Regions from separate parts of the Mus musculus genome. Here all the other regions are linked to region 3. The links are chromatin contacts, called in public promoter capture Hi-C maps. All regions are on one chromosome and are shown on one strand. The core of a region is the stretch at or near the end of the contact, and the rest is flanking DNA. Distances in the headings are between cores, read along the strand shown. Region 1 holds the start of Rps6kb1 (ribosomal protein S6 kinase, polypeptide 1). Region 2 holds the start of Prr11 (proline rich 11). Region 3 holds the start of Bcas3 (breast carcinoma amplified sequence 3).

Region 1 (4,585 bases), core at 543-3,042, 1.2 Mb before region 3:
CTAAGAATCTAGTCATTTCAAGAAATTCCCTCACTCTATAATTTGGGGGATTTAGGGTTCACTGGCCCAAATTCATTCACATACAATTCAATGGTTTCCAAAATATGATTCACATTCACTGTTGTCCCAAGTACACTTTTAAAAGAAAACAAATAAACCATAACAAAAGTGTTGGTTGTGGGGGCTGTGTAGCCACGGGGACCGGAGCCTAGAAGCAGCACCCACATAGCAAGCCAGGAGTCCTGTGCAGGCCTGTAGTTACAGAGGCAAGTCCAGTGCGGACAGAAGGACCACTGTGGATAGCTTCCACTTGGTTGAGAAAACTCAGCCCCAAGTTCAGAGAGAGAGAGAGAGAGAGGGAGAGAGAGAGAGAGAGCTGGATGCCCTCATCTCCTGTGCATTTGCATAAGTGCTCACATTCACACACATGTGCATATATACTCACACACATAAATAATCTAAAGGAAATATGATCCTGAAGGAATTCTTTGTATACATTTCACACTACATGGACATCAGAAGTTAGCTCAACAATAGAACATTCAATAACATTAATTTTCTGTTTTCTCACCAACCGTCTTCTGGCCCGGAAAGCACAGTTAAGATCAATAAGCCCAGTCATGGTGGCTATACCTTTAATTCCAGTACTCAAGAGACAGAGGTAGGCAGATCTCTGAGTTTGAGGACACAGAGAGTTCCAGGACAGCCAGGGCCACATAAAGAAATCCTGTCTCTGAAAACCAAAAACCAAACCAACTAGCATAAAGTTGGATCCAGGCATAGTGGTGCAAGCCTTTCAACCCAACAACACTTGGGAGGCTGAGGCAGACCGATCTCTGTGAGTTTGCACCTACACAGTGCGTTCCAGGACAGCCAGAGCTACATAGCGAGATCGTGTCTCGGAAAGAAAAGAAAGAAAAACAAAGTTGGAGCTTAGAGAAAGACCAGATAAAATATGAAACTAAATCTTTATTATTTTTAAACGACGTTGTTTGTTTTTAGACAACATCTCTCTATGTAGCCCAGTTACGCCTGAAACTGTCTAATTAGTCTGGGCTGACTTGAAACACATGATCCTTCTGCCTCAGCCTCTCGGAGAACAGGGACTATTTTAAAAAGAGTATTTTTGATAAGTGCTTCACATCAAGTCTATGTAGCCCCGGAAAGGAGCAGAGGCTTGTGAACCAGATTTTCAACTTAACGTCTAAGACTGCATTGTAGGTAATTCTATTCTCACTTTACAGTTAAGGAAATTGAGTTACCGAAGGGTTATGTAACTTTTCCAAGCCACTGAATTAGCAAATAGCAAAGACAAGAGTCTCTCTTTGCCTTTCTTCCCTATCAGCTCCCCGGTAACCCCACACTCACTGACAGCTCTGCGACCGGCAGTTTCAGTTCGGTTCAAACTTCAGAAGACCAACCCTCTCACTACGCGCATGCTCACTTTCAATACTTTAAAAAAAAAAACTACTTAGAACAAATAAATGCGCTCGCTCCTTATGCGAAGAGCTCTGCTGAGGGCTTGTCTTTTTTCGACCCTCGTTTCCCTTCTTCTATTTAGGAAGGCTAATCACGCATGTTCAATTTCAATTTATCAACTTCAGATATGGTACGCATGCTCCGTGTCCGGCAAACGCCTTAGACAGAAACGCGCAAGCTGTACTTTCCCGGCTTGGCTTCGGACGGTGTTCTGCGCATGCTCCTGCCAGTACCTGGCCCCGGGAGCTAATGCTACGCATGTCCGCTGCCCACTGTATGGCTTCAGAAGACTTTGTACGCATGCGCCGGAGCTGAACTTGAGGAGCCAGTCTGGGGCCTAGGCGCAGACGCATTGAGCTTAAGCAGCCGGTGATGGCGGCAGCAGCCGTGGAGTCTGCGGCGGGTCCGGGCCCATGAGGCGACGACGGAGGCGGGACGGCTTTTACCTAGCGCCTGACTTCCGACACAGGGAAGCTGAGGACATGGCAGGAGTGTTTGACATAGACCTGGACCAGCCAGAAGATGCAGGCTCTGAGGATGAGCTGGAGGAGGGGGTGAGGCCCGGGGTCCCCGGGGTATGGGCGGCGGGGTGGGGGGGCAGCGGCGAGGTGACAGGGCCGGGGTGGCGGCGTGGGCCCGGGAAGCCTGGTGTGCCCGAGGGCGTGGAGACCCGGGGGGGACGCGAGCGGTCTCCGGGAGGAGCTGAGGCGCCGCGCGGCCGAGTCGGGGAGCGGGCGGGCGGGCGGACGGACCTGGCCCTAGGTGTGAGGCCTCTGCGGGGCGCGCAGGTGCAGGGCTCGCCCTGATCCCTAGCTGAGCGCTGCCCCGGAGCAATGTGTTTCTGGAGCGCCGAGGAGAAAAGGCGCGCGGTCGGCTTCTGGAGCTGTGGGGCTTGAGTGCGGCCCGGGTGGTGTGAGCGTGTGCTGGGGGTGGGGAGGGCCGATCTTGTTGGGGTGTCCCCCTTAGTGCAGGTGAGATGCGGAAGGGTTTCCCTGTGGAGTGTAAGATTGCAAGCCTTAAATCTTCAGACTCCCCACAACCACCTCTCTTCTCGGCCTGTCGCTTCTCTCCTAGGAAGCGCTCAGCTGTTAGAAGTGACAGCTGAAAACTTCTGTCGGGAGTAGCACTGCTGTGACAGCCACCAGGAGTTTTATTTCGGGAGCAAGGGGGCTCTGCTGCATCTTCCAGGGTTTGTTTGTTTGCCTTTTATTTTTAACCCCCCTTCCGTGTGACTTTTTAAAGGAAAAAAAAACCCCCATTCATAACGACACACGGCATTTGTAAGTTAATTCCCTTCAAGTTGAAGATGTCTATATTTTTTTTTCAGAATAATTTATGTAATTGTAGGGTGGGAAAAAAAGCGTTGACAGCTGTGATTTGTCTCGCCAAAAATAAATTGCTTGAACCGAGACTTGTGAATAGTGGTGTGAGGGTTTTCCTTGCTGAAGTTTAAATTTAGAGTCGCTTTTCTAGTGCACATCTTGGCTTTACCTTTGCTGTCCTAGTAGTTTGTTATTTATGTATACCATTTTTTCTACAGTAATACTTACTGAAACGTACATATTTTACACCAAGGGTTAAAAAAATACATCAAACTAAATAACCAATCTTGGACAAATGTCATCAGTAATAACCTCCTAGTGACTTTAAATGTCTTTAAGTCATCTGTAGAAGAATATGGGTTTATGGCTGATGTTAGATAGTTGCTGTATTTACATGGGGTCTCCTTCTCACCCCCAGTTTTCCTTTAGTGAATAAATTGTGCCCTTCTGGCAAACTATTGAAATGCTATGTATAAAGGACTTTGAACACTTTAGGAAATTAAGTGGGCCCACATAGATTATTCTTTTCATAATCAAGTGAGTCTCAGTTAGAATTTCAGAGTTCTAAATGTGGGTATTACACGCACTTTTTAATTTCATGTTTTCATGTGGAATTCCACTTAGCCTTTTAATCAGATGTGGTGAGTTCTAAATTTGAAGCACACACAGGATTACTTTAATTATAAATGTGATCCACTGTTCAGTTATATTGGTTCCATATGGCAGTGGTTTTGGAGTAGAGCCAGAGAGAAAACTGGTAAGGAGCACTTCTGTGAGTACTGTGATTAGTTGCTGGTGGAATTTTCAGTCTGGGTTTATCATCCTTGGAGAGTACAGTAGTGCATTACAGTTCTTGGTATGAACTGGATGGAGCCTTATTTCTTTTTCTCTCTCTCAGTGTGCTTCAGGAACAGTAGGTGCTTGAGTGTTGGCCTACTCTTGGGCTTTTGTTTTGCAGGAAGGATTCTGAAAGGATGTTGAGGAGGGGGACAGGAAAAGTGGATCAGAGGATGAAATGTGACCACAACCATAGGGGCAGGAATTTAGGAGGAAGAGCAGAAGTAATCCAAGAGGATTTTGAAGAAGATACTTTTAGAGTTGAAATGTTTCTCTTCAGTGTGTCCTTTTAAAAAACAAAAAACAAAACCCCCAAAACCTTGTGTCACTGTGTAGCCGGGTGGCGGTGGCTTCAAATTCAAATGTGATTTTGCATTTGCAAATTCCTCTGCATCAGGTTTTTGAGTGCCAAGAATATAGTGGTGTGTACTGCCAGACCTTGAGTATATTACTAAGAGATGTCCTAATGTCTCAAGGTGGATAAAGGAAGACTTGAGATGGCGCTGGGTCAGCTACCTAAAGAGAGTCTAGATTACTCTGGGGAAAAAAGTTGTAAAAATCTGAAGTCTTAGAAAATCTTATGTCTCCTATGGTGAATGTACAACTTCTAGTTTGTTATGTAATCCGTTGGTACATGCCAGAATTGCCTCAGTTCTTTCTAAGTAAGGGAACTGAGGCTTAAGCCAGAGAGAGACCTGTTTCCTCTGACTGAGTTCATCAGATTATATTGTATAGATTTAAATGTCTTCAACCAGAGATAGCCCAGTGGGCAAAAGAAACTTGGCTATTGGAAGCTCTGAGCCTGAAGACTTGAGCTGGACAGATTTGATTGAGATGGCCTACACTGTGTTGATCATCCTAGCCTTCACCGTGTGGTTCTCCTTGATCCTCTTGCCTCTGTCTCCTGAGTGATATAGGTTTACATCCCCAAATCCAGCTTGCACATG
Region 2 (4,115 bases), core at 885-3,384, 1.8 Mb before region 3:
CAGAACTTGATCCACCAATTACAAAAAGCAACCCGTTAAAAACACAGAATTAGCCTCTAACAAGTAAAAATATCTCCACCTATTCCAGTGCAAGGAATTCATACTATGGGAGAGGAACAAGAGAATTTACATGCAGGTTGTTTGATAGACTCTAACCACAATATTTAACATTTTGTGCGTATTTTAAGATGGTAATCACACACCCACACACGAAAAATTCTTAAGTCAAATATTCATTTTTTCAAGATTTGGAAAGCAGCAGAAAATTCTTCTCCTCTTCTCTCCCCCCACCCCCGCCCCCATCCCCACACTCCCTCCACAAAGAAAGTTTTAAAATACAATGTTAAACAAGACTGGAAATCTTTCTAATAAAATGTGTTTGAAACACCTGAATTAATTAACCCAAGAGAAAAGAAACTGAGGCCTCACACCTTCTGGTGTGGGAATGGGGAAGTCGGGGTGGTACTCGCTATCTTCCAGGATCACCCCAAAGTCTATTCCAAAGCAGAAGTTACAAACTCAAGATTTTCCTTGGAGAGAGTGGCTCAGACACAACGGATACCTACGCAGAGGGAAAAAGGGCAGACTGCAGATGGAGTGTTTTACTTTTTAATATTAATCTTGGTATTTTTTTAAAAGGGGGCTGGTGGTCCGATGATCAATCTGGAAGAAAAGTGATCATGCAAAAAGAAGTCTGAAGACAGAACAAGAAAACTAAGAAAAAAGGCGCGGCGATCTAGCGGGCAGTGGAAGGATGGGAGGGCGGGAATAAAGAGAACACTGATGGAGAATGACAAGGCCACTCGGCTGGACGCTCAGTGCACTCCAGCCTTGCCCGCAGCCGCTGAGGGCCTTCGTCCAGGGTTCTCCTTGCACAGAGGAAAGGAATTGAGCATCTAGGAAGCAGAAAGCCGGGCCTGGGGCAACGCCGCTCGCGCCCCGGGAAGGAGCTCCAGGCTCGGTCCCCGCGGCGGCTCCTCTCCCAAGCCGCAAAGAGCCCAGTCTGCGGAACCGCGGGCAAGTTTCTCGTGCAAGTCTAGCATCTTCTTTCAGACTGTCCCAGCTCGCCTGCGAGTAGGTGCATGGTGGACTTGAATTTCTCCGCGCCCCTAGACTTCTGCCCCACCTCATCCTCCATCCCCCTTTTCGGGAGACGTAAACGACCTCTCTCCTCCTCCGAGCTATTAAAGACCGTTCCAGTCACGCTTGGGCAAGGAAGGTAGAAATTCGTGAGGCGGTATCTGTGCCGGGCGCGGCTCCTGGAGCCGATGAAGGAGAAAACCAGGACCAGGGAATTACAAAGGCCCCACACCCTCAACATCTCCCGCCATTTCCCTCACGAGTTCCCCGGATGTAACCCCTTCCCCCGCGGCGGTTAAGAGACCAAGGCGGCGGTAGCTCCCGTAGGTGCAGAAAGAAGGAACTCAATTCAGGTTCCAGCTTCCACAACCCAGTTTCAGGAGACTCTAAAATGCGCTTCACCTTCTAGGCCATCGGTGGAGCACATTAATTACCCAGTAGGTTTCCTTCACTCTCCACTCACCATCAGTTCCAGCTTATCGACCTCCGCCTCCATATTGAATAGTTGACATTCCTCAGACCGCTGAGGCGCTTAAGCTGTAAGCCGTGCTAGCACTGAGGCCCTCCATTGGACAGCTGTCACTCAACGTCTTGCGCTCATTGGCTAGTACGTTCCATCGGCGCCCGCCCATTGGCGCCTGGGTAACGCCCCTCGTTATAAAACGCACTTTCCTGTTGGACAAAGACACAAAACGCCGCAGGGGGATTGGCTGCTGAATATATGAATTTTTCCATTGGCTGCCTTATGGTCCCTACTTTCAAGTTCATACTTGGAAAAGAGTTTGCGATTGGTGTACTCGGAAGCAGCAGCAGCCAATGACATAAAAGCTTCCACTGCGGGCCTAGGCGACGTGACACACCTCCTTTTCTCTCCGGCTTCCCCGCCCCTTCTCGCCCGCCTTTCCTTATTCATACAAGAAGCGCCTCAGTTCCGATTGGCCAGGATGTGATGCTCTTTTGGCCAATCGTAGTCCAAGCTGTGCTTTGATCCTTTCAAGACAACGAACCCTGTAGAGACCACGTCTACGATTGGTCGCTCGTCGGCAAAGATTTAATTTTGAAATTTTCTTTATGGTGTGGAAGAGGCTTAGGCCCGAACTTCGTCTAATCCCCAGGCTCTTAGACTAGTAAGTGCAACGACGTTTTTTCTCTTTGTTACCTGGTCCCGTCTTCCGTTACTCGAACTGTTGATGACTGGGTTCTTATGGAGGTGGGGTCTTGAGCTGGACAGGGAAGGGAGATGGAGCAGAAAAGGAAAGGTTTCGGGCAGGAGAAGAGCTCCGCTGGCAACATCTGAGACACATTTTTTATTTAACACTGCAATATATAGTTTGAAGTGATTGCCTTTTTGCTCAGTCTTTGTCGTAACTTTTTGCTTCTCAAAGGGGGCCCACCGACTGGCGGTAATTGGCTTCTCTGGGCGCTAGCGAAAAATGCAAATTATAGGAATCTACCCAAATTTCCTATCACAATGTTTATTTAACCAGATGCTCTCCCCAGCCATTCTTCAGCGCATTTACGTTTATGGAGAAGTATTTTATGTCAGGTAATTTTACAGTGTTCCATGATGCAAAATGACTTCTGACATCTACTTTAAAAGTATACCCCTTTTACTGTGTGTCTAGTAGTGTGCTGGGTAAGACTAAGGACCTGTGGTCACTCTGAGAAAGACACAGGGAAGAACCGGGTGGGGTTGGGGATAGCAATGCTTCACGACTTAAAACAAAATTGACTATAGGACAATGGCAGAGATCATGCTTCAGCATTCAAGGCAAACCAACTAAACTGATGATGGAAATTAAATTGACTAGAGGGGGATGTAAAACATGTGTTTTAGAATAGTGATGATGAAGTAAATCTGTCACTTATGCTGCTGCTACAGTTTTAGAAGTGCCCCTGGCCAAAGACCTTTCCATATAACTGATGGAGTTCTTAAAGAACCAGCAGTGTCAACTCATGAAGAAGACTAATTATATTGTTCTGAGACAGGAGCTTGTGTATCAACAACTAACCCAGACTTTTTTAAATTTTATTTTTTCAGATAAGGATGTATATTTAAATATAAAACAGAAATATTTTAAGTACTATTAAGTGTTTCAAAATACCTGTCTTTTTTGTTTGTTTGGTTGGTTGGTTGGCTGGTTGGTTTTGGTTTTTCGAGACAGGGTTTCTCTGTATAGCCCCAATTGTCCTGGAACTCCCTCTGTAGACCAGGCTGCCCATGAACTCAGAAATCCGCCTCCCTCTGCCTCCCAAGTGCTGGGATTAAAGGCGTGTACCATCACTGCCTGGCTTCAAAGTACCTGTCTTAAAACAAACCTTTCATTTTGGGTAATTGTATAAAGCCTGTTAAAGTTACTATAGCCCCATAGTCTATTAGAAAAAGTCATGGTCTCTGGAGACTTATAGGTCTTCATTATACTTCATTGTATTATATTAGGCAGATAGCTAGTCTAAGCCTCAGCTTAATTTTGTATAACACTAGGACTAAAATCTTCCTTGTCAGGGATTGAAACCTTTGAGGACATTGAACATTAGCTGAGGAAAAGTAGGTTGTACCCCACTTGAGGGGGCATTTAACAAATGGTCCCTCCCACTATGACATCTGCCTATCATAGTAGGTGCTCATTATATGTTGCTGAATCACAAACCTATCTTTTAATATAATATAATCCACTACAGCCATTTTCTCTATTGTAAGAAAAGCAAAGGGCTAAGTACTGTAGTCACTCAGTAATAGACCACTTGCCTGGGTTTGGTCTCCAGCCGGGAAGAGGGACTTGCAGGGAATAAAGAGAAATTAATTTGACTTCATGAATAAAACCACAAAAGCAAGGTGAGGGGCTAATGTAAAGCCAAAGGGAAAGATTCTGCAGAGACATTGTAATCTGAGTTTACAACTTCTTCCATTTGAAGTGGTTTCTAGAATCCTGGTTACTTTCTCTCTGGCTTTTGGTTTTATCTTGTTTTATGAGACAGGGTCTCGTGTACCTAGGCTGGGCTTGAATAAGTCTATCCATAAGTCTTGATCTACC
Region 3 (4,198 bases), core at 1,227-3,726:
ATGGAGGCAGGATCTGTTCTGCTATATAACAATTGTTAAAACAAATAGGAACTTGTCTCAAAATCCCAAAGAAAAAGCAGTTTGCCTGTTTCTTATATTATTCTATTGTCTTTGCTGAGTCCAAGTATCCAAATTCTAGCCTTTAAAGATGAACTCAAAATGTAAACCTTCTTTTAAGTTTTTTAAATTATACTATTTTTTATTTATTTATCTACTTATTTAGTGGTGCATGGGGGGGGGGGTATGGGCCATGAACTTGGAATTGGTCCCCTCCTCCTAACCTGTGGGACCCAGGGATCAAACTCAGCCCCTCAGGCTTACGGCAAGCTCAGCCCCACTGAGAGTGTTCCCTTCTTGTGAAGCCTTGTTACTACTACTATAGCCTTCCAAATACACAAAAAGTGCAAAGTGTTTACAGAAGCAACCACTATCCGAATGGACACTCTGGGAGTTTTGGAGGAGAGTCTGCTTGTTTTCAGACAGGGTTTCTTTATGTAGTCCCAGCGGGCCTAGAACTTGTTTTGTAGACCAAGCAGGCCTCAAACTCAGAGATCTGCTTCTGGCTCCGAAGTGCTGGGACTAAAGACATGTGCTACTACCACCCAGCTCAAACAGATATTCTGAGTGGGAACTGTTTTCTAGAATACTGCTTTCTTCAGCTTACGTGACGGCCTGAGGGCGGACCACGACTCCGCCAGTACAACGACTGGGTCTCCGAGGAGAATCTGTAGCCATTGTTTCATTCATGAGACCTGTTTCCAGAGAAAAGAAAAGTGTCAGAAGGAGAGGTGTACGATTATTCATTAAATATCCCTTTGCCAAACTGTGACAAACCATGAATTTTCCCAGAAACTTGTGGCCTAGATCTCTCAGAGACCTGCCAGCCCAACTGATAGGATTATAGGTGTGTACCCACCACACCCAGGAAGTTACTTTTCTTTTTTTAAGATAGGGTCTTACCCAGGAATTGAGGCTGACCTTGAACTATGCAGTATCTGAAAGTCAAGACAGTTCAGTCTTTGGCAGAATCTTCCTATAATTTATAACTAGGAGGAAAAGAGACAGAGAACTAAATGGGAACTATATAACACAGGATCACTTAGAAAAACAAATATAGGGCTGAAGAGATGGTTCAGGGGTTAAGAGCACTGACTGCTCTTCCACAGGTCCTGAGTTCAATTCCCAGCAACCACATGGTGGCTCACAACCATCTGTAATGGGTTATGAAGCGCTCTTCTGGTATATCTGAAGACAGCGACAGTGTACTTACATATATAAAAATAAATAAATCTTTAAAAAAAGAAAAATAAAGAAATGCAAATATAAAGCTCAGTGGGACATAACATACCAGCAGTTCCAGTTCCCAGGAGGCTGAGGCAAGGAAATTGCCTTGAGTTCAAGGGCAATGTAAGCCTGAGATTCTTAGTATTTTATTTTTAAAAATATAATAATAATAATAATAATAATAATAATTTAAAAAGCTGGTCACAGGTGGTGATGCATATGCATGCCTGAGAGGCAGAGGCAGGAGGATCAGGAGTTCAAAGTCAACCTTAAGGGCACAGCCATATAAAGACCAGATGGCCCATGTGAGCCTCAGAACAAATACACGTAACAGGATACCACTCTGCCTTCAGATAAATCTGTTGAGGACAGATAAAACTGTGTAGCCACATTTAAATAATATTTTAACCTCCAGCTATTGTAACGTAATCACCAGCGTGTAAACAAATTTGGAATATAAACTCGTATAATATAAGGAGCCTCTGGATTTTCCCACAGTCTAAGTAAGTCCCAGACCTTGACTATCTAATGAGTTTCTGAATCATAGAGGTGGTTTGGAGAGTACAGAGTCTGCTTCATTATGGTTAAAGGGGGACTGGCAACAGAACTAAAGATGTCTTACAAGGCTCAGGAAAGCCCACAGCCTAAAAGCATCACTTTTAAGAAGGGTTCACTGTACCACCTCATTTGAAAAACCCCAAACTGTTGATCCCCACATTCCTATACAACCCAAACAACCCATTGTCCCAACTAGTCCAGCTACCCCTTTCTTAGGCAGTACCTTTCACCAGACCCCTCAGTACTCTCATCTTCATTCCACCCTCTATTACCCGAACCAGTCTCCCCACCTCTGTCCTTTAAAGGCCTTGTCACTTGAGAACAGCTCCTCGAAAGCCCCTCGGGCCCCACTCTCCCCAAAGTCACGGGAACAACACTCCACACTTCACCTCCAAAGCCCTACCACCACTGCCCCCGGCCGCCCTCTGGCCTCTTGCCCAGCTCTCCTCCAGTTTCAGCACCTTTCCCCGTCAACTGGGGCTGGTCAAGCCCTGTTTCCTCATGCTGCCTGTCCCTTTCCCTCTCCAAACCTCCCCTAAGCCAAAGACCCGCCAGCCCTCTCACCGGCCGCTCCGCCGGTAAACGCTGTTCTCCAGCTTCAGGCTCACTGTTTGGAGTCTCCCTCGTGATTGACGGCTAGCACTTCCTACCACGCCTCGGCGGAACCACCGCATCAGCCAATCCCAGGAGCAAACTGGCCCCGGCGCGGCACCGCCCTTGGAGGTCAGCTTCGCCAACCAGCGAGTAGGAAAGAGGCGGACCCGCCTTCAGAATCCATCCAATCCGCTGGGGCTGGAGGGAAAACACAACAGTATGGAAGTTCGGGTGAAGCGGGTGGGTCAGGTTCGGTTGTGAATGCAGGCGGCAGGGGAGAAAAGGCAGGCGTGTCTGCGGGCCTGGAAGAGGCACCTTGGTGGATTTTCTGTTTTAAGGAAACGCTACATGCACCAAATACCTGCGGACCTCAGCCAGAAGTCTCCAGCGAGGAGCCCGAAGCCAGGTATACTGGTGTGTTTACATCGAATTCTCGCGACAGCTGATTTGAAGCTAAAAGCACGTGGACGTGGCAGCTGCCAATCACTTTTACCTGACCACTCAGGCTGCCCGAGCCCGCCCTCCACCCCGCCCGCGGCGCTGTGTTTACCTTCCGGGAGTCTAGGCTGGCAGTCCGTGTTCAGTCCCCTGCTGAGTACGTCTTGCTCTGAATAAGGGGGCCTGTAAGAAATTTTGTTGGAGTCCTTAATGGTTACTGTCATAGGAATGGATGTTCGTGAACATCTGGAAATGGAGAGGCCCCAGACTTTGGAAGGGGGAACTTGTTGCACAATATAGGGATCCATAGAGAGTCTAAGAAGACTACCTGGGGCTTTGCAAGATGGCATTGGATACGTCTTAAGGGTTCATGGAGTCTCAAGTAGTCGTAGGCCGGGAGCTCTTGCTTAAAGAAACCCACAATCACACTCCTAGCTTTCCCATATATCTTTCCCCTGAGCACCTAGTAACCTGTACCAAAATCTCTTTTTATGGGATTCCAGTAACACATGCACTATATTCCCTATATTCCCAGCACTGGTGTACATAACAAGTTCTAAGCCAGTCCAGTGCCACCAAGTTTGAAAACACTGTCCCTTCCAAAAAATCTTTTTTAATAAGATATAATTCTTTTAAAAATAATAAACGGGCCTGGAATTTGGACATGATGCTCCTGCCTAGATGTGGACTAGGCGGCTAGGTATGACCAACAAGGAATTCGTAAAAGTACCTTTGCCTATCATACAGGTTAAAGTAGACTTTTTAGGCATGTCATCAGTGTCAAGAGTTAGCTGGAGGTCGTGGTCAAGGCCAAAAAAACTCATTTCCATGGCCATATGTCTTAGTTAGGGTTTCTATTGCTGTGACGAAACACCAAGACCAAAAGAAACTCGCTGGCTGGGCAATGGTGGGGCACTCCGAACTCCGAGCACTTGGGAGGCAGAGGAAGGCAGATTTCTGAGTTCGAGGCCAGCCTGGTCTACAGAGTGAGTTCCAGGACAGCCAGAGCTACACAGAGAAACCCTGTCTCGAAAAAATAAACAAACAAAAAACTTGTTGAAGAAAGGCTTTATTTGACATACAGATCCTAAGTCCACTGAGGGAAGCCAAGACAGAAATTTAAACCAGGCAGAAACCTTGAGACAGGAGCTGTAAAAAGGCCTAGAAAAAGTACTGCTTACTGGCTTACTACTCATGGCTTGCCCTGCCTGATTTTTTATAGACTCCAGGACCACCACTCCAGATACAGCACTATCCACCATGGCCTCAATCACTAATTAAAATGCCCTACAGGCCCGCCTAAGAGCCAGATCTTATCTTGTGG

The links. Capture Hi-C pulls out chosen DNA fragments and counts their contacts.
Region 1: a promoter capture Hi-C map of liver shows a contact between it and region 3, with 2.7 times the contacts expected there. The contact joins the promoter of Rps6kb1 here to the promoter of Bcas3 in region 3. A contact is called at or near these places in 1 of 115 datasets of contacts at active chromatin or transcription factors (astrocytes) and 2 of 9 other capture datasets (adipose tissue and liver).
Region 2: a promoter capture Hi-C map of adipose tissue shows a contact between it and region 3, with 2.8 times the contacts expected there. The contact joins the promoter of Prr11 here to the promoter of Bcas3 in region 3. A contact is called at or near these places in 2 of 39 promoter capture datasets (embryonic stem cells and liver), 1 of 115 datasets of contacts at active chromatin or transcription factors (embryonic forebrain) and 1 of 9 other capture datasets (adipose tissue).

The regions. Positions count from the first base shown.
Region 1 is chr11:86,542,014-86,546,598 of GRCm38.p6, reverse strand. Rps6kb1 (ribosomal protein S6 kinase, polypeptide 1) reads left to right here and starts at 1,792. Exons shown (of 15, transcript NM_001114334.2): 1 at 1,792-2,033. The coding sequence starts at 1,893. Tubd1 (tubulin, delta 1) reads right to left here and starts at 1,608. Exons shown (of 9, transcript NM_019756.3): 1 at 1,369-1,608.
Region 2 is chr11:87,106,733-87,110,847 of GRCm38.p6, reverse strand. Prr11 (proline rich 11) reads left to right here and starts at 2,134. Exons shown (of 10, transcript NM_175563.5): 1 at 2,134-2,207. It overlaps Ska2 (spindle and kinetochore associated complex subunit 2), which reads right to left and starts at 1,587. Exons shown (of 4, transcript NM_025377.3): 1 at 1,544-1,587. The coding sequence starts at 1,576.
Region 3 is chr11:85,351,442-85,355,639 of GRCm38.p6, reverse strand. Bcas3 (breast carcinoma amplified sequence 3) reads right to left here and starts at 2,476. Exons shown (of 24, transcript NM_001166643.1): 1 at 2,407-2,476; 2 at 665-752. The coding sequence starts at 747.